Regions from separate parts of the Gossypium hirsutum genome. Here region 1 is linked to region 2. Evidence: chromatin contacts called from public Hi-C data. All regions are on one chromosome and are shown on one strand. Each heading gives the region's core, a stretch centred on a gene start, on an enhancer-like site or on the middle of the called end of the contact. The rest is flanking DNA. Distances are from core to core; before and after follow the strand shown. Region 1 holds the start of LOC107934310 (FT-interacting protein 3). Region 2 has its middle 14 kb from the start of LOC121205891.

What was found. A called contact is a pair of places that touch in the nucleus more often than the background predicts.
Region 1: a contact with region 2 is called in a Hi-C map of leaf, with 2.1 times the contacts expected there. The contact joins the promoter of LOC107934310 here to the enhancer-like site in region 2. A contact is called at or near these places in 5 of 34 Hi-C or Micro-C datasets (callus, leaf and petal).

What each region holds. Positions count from the first base shown.
Region 1 is chrA08:104,267,250-104,269,949 of Gossypium_hirsutum_v2.1, forward strand. It overlaps LOC107934310 (FT-interacting protein 3), which reads left to right and starts at 1,312. Exons shown (of 2, transcript XM_016866693.2): 1 at 1,312-1,533; 2 at 2,286-2,700. The coding sequence starts at 2,360.
Region 2 is chrA08:104,156,678-104,159,377 of Gossypium_hirsutum_v2.1, forward strand. It overlaps the pseudogene LOC107934301. Among protein-coding and RNA genes, the nearest start is that of LOC121205891, 14 kb to the right of the region's middle. Within about 2 kb of position 1,379, at least 5 of the 9 cell types and tissues checked have an H3K27ac peak or open chromatin away from gene starts, as enhancers often do.

The sequences.
Region 1 (2,700 bases), core at 62-2,561, 110 kb after region 2:
TTCAACTATTCTGTACATATTTAAATATGCAAAAAAAAATCCCTAATTAATTTTACATGAGAACAATTTTACTCATTTAAGTTGTTTTGTACATAATAAAATCAAGTTTGACTAATTTAGGAATTTTTTTGGATAGAATACTAAGTTATGAATTTCAAATTTGTTTTCCTCTTTTACTGTAAATAATTGTATTTTTATTTCCCAAAACTAATTAGCTGGTGTTATTAAATGTTAGCACATTGAATAAGGAAAGCATGAATACTAGTCCTTGAACCAAAAAGTTTTGCTTTATTCTATTTTGCTTTTTAATTTCCTGTTGATCAACTAAATAAAATCTGGAAAATGAATGGAGGAGGAAAGCCCACAACAAAATTCATTTTTTTAAAAAATAATTATTTTTATTAATAAAAAGCAATACATTAAAACCATTTATCTGGCCAATTGATAAATTATTTTAATTGATACCTAATTATACCCCTAAAATTTAATAAAATAAAGAGTTAAAACTTTTCATTTCGTAAAAACATTAATGAACAATGTAACAAATTCATATATTCATTTTTTTTTTGAACCAATCATCTAATTTTCAGTTAAGTTGTCAAAATAATTTGAAAAACACGCTAAATTAAATTAAAGAACAGTCAACTAAAGACGACATCGACATGCAATTTGAAAAGAATTACCACACGTGTCAATAAAGTACAGCGCGTGCCATAACGAGCACATTCAAGAGTGTTGAAATTGTATTAAAAAGAAAAAAAAACGTCAACACCCGTATCGTTGTCGTATAAGATTAGAAGTGAAAACAAGGTCGATATTTCTTGAAAGTCCCTTTTTTATACCTTTTTTTCATTTTTAATCCTTCTATTGTAATTTGACCCTTTCTGATCCTATATTTTCGAAATAGGTGGTTATTTTTTTGTTAATTTTGTCAGATAATTTGGAATGGTTTAATTTTAAAAAATATGATGATTTGGCATATAAATTTTGATATTTTTTATATGGTAACAATTTTTTTACACGTTTAAAGAAAAGAGAAAACTGTATAATATTTATCCAAAACTAAAAAATAATTGCAAAGTATACATGCCGCAGCATCATATATTTTAAAAAATAATCCAAGTGAAATTATTTAATAAAATTTAAAAAATACACATTTTGAAAAAGTAAAAGGTTAAAAATGACAAATTTTAGCACATAAACTAAATTTCCCAAGAATGTTACAGGGACTTTCGTGAAATTTAACCAAAAGGGAAAAAAGGAAAGTTGGAAACTGATAATTAAATTTAAACAGTGAATCTCTTCTTATTTCGTTTTGATTTTTCTTTAATTTATCTCCATCATCTTCAGAAAAAAACATTTCATTTTACTCGTTTTAGACGACTCTCTAATATTCTCTCGGTCAAACTGTATTTTATTTCTAAATTTTTAAATTAATCTCCTTCTCTCCTAAGTTTCATAGATGCTATCATATACACTCCTTTCAAGCTTCCTTTCACTTTCCTAACAGAGCTTTCAGCTTTTAAAACAGAGGTCAGTTGTTTTTAATCTCTTTAAATTCCCTTAAATTCTTTTCTTCTTGTTCGATGATTTTATTTTATTTTTATTGTGTATTCGGGGTTTTTTCTACTCTTGGTATCTGATTGTTGGGTGTTCTTTGAAACCTGAAAAAAGTAAGCTGATTCTTCCTTTTCTTTCTTCAAACTTTAAAAAAAAAATAGACGCTTTTCATAGAGGAAAGTTTTTGCCATAAGTTTCTTAAATAACAAAAAAAAACCCAGTAATTGTTTCCCAGAAGGAAACATGGACTGAGCTTTGATTTTGTAAAAGGATCAAAAAGATCCTATGTGTGTGTATATATATATTCTGATGTGAAACTAAAGTATGGTATCTTTCTCTCAGAATCTTGCTTTAGTATGAGAAAAAAATTCATGGAATTATTTCCCCTTTTTAATCTCTGGCTGGAATCTCAACTTTCCTTTTTCATAATTTTACATGATAAAATTACAGATTATATACTGCTTGGTTGTCAAGAATTTGGAGAATTTAAATTGAAAAAAATATTTATTTATATATAAAAAAATTCATTGCAGTTTCATGCTAATTCTCATTATACTGGGTTCTTGTTGTATTAATTTGTTGTGTTTTGCGCTTTTTTGCATTTTCAGTGCTTATATCCTTTCGATATTGCTTGCTTATTTGTTCATGGAGGGACTGAAATTCATCTGTTTTAAATTCATACATGAATTATCATTGTTAAACTGTTAGTTTTCTTTTTATTTCAGGTATTATTTTGATCGACTTCAATTATCGATAGTCAATAAAGTGATTTCTGGTTCCGGTTTGATTGATACAAACTATGAGTAGTCTCAAGTTGGGGGTGGAGGTGGTGGGGGCGCATGACCTGTTAGCCAAAGATGGGCAGGGATCATTCTGTGCCTTTGTGGAGCTCGAGTTCGATGGCCAGAGATGCCGGACCACTACTAAAGAGAAAGATCTCAATCCGGTATGGAACGAGAGTTTCTATTTCAATGTATCGGATCCAAACAAGTTGTCAAGCCTCCCACTTGAAGCTTTTGTTTACAACCATAACAAAGCAAACAACGCGAAGACTTGTCTTGGGAAGGTTCGACTCACTGCACCATCGTTCGTGAATTACTCCGATGCGGTTGTTTTGCACTACCCTCTTGAGAAACGAAG
Region 2 (2,700 bases), core at 129-2,628:
GACAAATCAGTTGGATGAATTGCTTTCGTAAAGAGTATACAATAAGGAGTTGTCAACCATGATACTTCTTGTGAATTGACTCCATGATTAAGTAAATTGTGAATTATTGGAACGATGCTTTTGGACATAATTTGCAATTACTAGAGCCTAATTCTATATGTCTGATTGGTCCATTCGCTAGCTTAACAAAAGCTTGTTGGACTACATTTGAATCAGAAGAAATTTTTACGAATTTGGAAATAATTTAATTGAGTTGATTAATTCGATGTGGAATTACATTAGGCGATCATGAGAATTGTTCAACTAGAAAATTTGATTAAAGAATTTTCTTAAAAAATTAATTGGAAAATCTAAATGATATTTTGAAAAATTAAATTTGATCAAGTAAAAATAAATTAATCAAAATAATTAAAATAATTATGATATTTTTGGAAATTAATTTTCAAGTCAAAAAATTGGCCCAATGGGTAATTTAACTTGAAATTTGGTCTTGAGATAAAAAATTGGACTCAAGAAACCAAAACTGATTGAACTGGGCCGACGATCCAACAGGTGGCAGGATCGGATCGGCTGGGCCATCACTGGCCTGGATTGAACTGGCTCGAGGTTCCATGAGGATGTAGCACCTACGATGGCACCACCGGACACGTTGGTGCCGACGGCGACGACGATGACAAGATTTTCGTGGACAATGGGTGGTCCTCCGACAATTGAACAGTGGGGGAATCACACTCTTATTGGGACTCAACCGGATAATTTGATTTTAAATTAACTTTTCCAAAAATAATATTATTTTAATAGATTTAATATTAAATTTAATATAATATTTATCTATAATAAATATTCTATTAATTTAATATATAATAATATTAATATATAATTTAATATTAAAGAGTTAAGCTTAATCATAGTTGAACTTTTTAAACTCTCCTTATGTAAAGAGAGCTATAAGTAATTATTTTTCACACATTTAAATTTAAGAGAAAGTTATATAGAGAAAATTTTCTGAAGAAATTATTTAAAAAACTTTCTAGAAATATTTTTCTTATGTACAGCTTAGCCTAGAAGTTTAGAGAAATTATAAAATTACCTTAGTGGAAATTTTGTAGAGAAGACTATCCGGTCGAAGTGTTTATCTTAAAATCGAAAATGTACAATTTTAATTAAGTGTTTATTACTTTAGTTCTAATTTAAAAAAATAATTAAAAACGTTTTTTTTCGTTAAACTTATTTTCCAATTGCATTTTCTAACTATATTTAAGATTTAGGTTTTGAAGGTTCATCCATAGACACCTCCAACTTAGGGAGGTACGTTGTGTGCCGGTCGATCAGAACCCAACGACTAGTGTCTGTTTTTCAACGCTATTTGCATACCTATTTTTTGGGTCAACATCGATATAGGTGTGGGACTTGGTTACGACAGGTTTGGTTATCTTGTGGGTAATCTGTTATCTTGTTGAATTTTTCAGCAATTATGTCTGACAAAAAGACTGGAATTGTTTCTGATATAGTTCCGGTTGAAATTTGCAGCAATCTTGTGGGTAATAACGGAACATAAATTAAATGGAATTAATTTTCTTGATTGGAACCATACTATTGAATTATATTTGCTCAGTATTTCTATGGATAGTCATATGACTGATAATCCACCTACGGATGACTCTAGATTGTTTTGGGTGAGAGAAGATGCTTGCTTGTATATACAAATTTGTAATTCTATTGACATTGAGTTGGTTGGTCTGGTTACTCATTGTAACACAGTGAAACAATTAATGAACTATTTGCAGTTCTTATATTCTGGAAAAGGAAATATCTCTTGTATCTATGATGTTTGGAAGAATTTTTACAGGGCAGATAAAAGAGAGATCTCTCACCATTTATTTTATGGACTTCAAGAAAACATATGAAGAGCTCAATATGCTGCTTCCTTTCAGTACCGATGTAGAGGTACAACAAAATCAGCGAGAGAAGATGACTGTTATGAGTTTTCTAGTCGGTCTTCCGTCTGAATTAAGACTGCCAAATCTCAAATCCTTTCCAGTTCAGAAATTTCCAATCTAGACGATGTTTTTTAGAGGGTCCTCTGTACGGAGAATTCGTTACCTGTTCTATCTACACAGCCTAACAATGTTCTTATTAGTCACACTACCACATCTGACTCGGGTAGACAACAATACAAGAGTGGTGGCAACAATAAGAGCATGGGGTCGGGATTCTACAAATCTGATAAGAACATTGGAATTTGTAGACAGGAGCAAGGAGAAATTGTATGTTTCTACTGTCATAAACCAGGTCATATCAAGCTGGATTGTAGGAAGCTATAGTATAAGAAAGCTCAATTTGTTCATATTGAATCTAGTTCTGAGACCTCTAAAAAGTCTGTTACAATACCTGCGGATGAATGCCAGAATGACTCAGCTGCAAGAAACTGTGAAACAGCCATCCGATCACATTACTGCTCTTGTTGAGTCAAGTAAACTCAATACATGTCTTGTTTCCTCTTCTTCAAAATGGGTCATTAATTCTGGTGCTACGGATCACATGACAGGTAATCTAGTTTACTTTCTTTCAGCGACATAAGTCTATATCTCCTGTCACTTTAGCCGATGGTTCAAAATCTAATGTTATTGGGTCTAAAACCACTAATCCCACATCATCTCTCCATTTGTTATGAGTCTACCACAATTATCTCTTAATTTG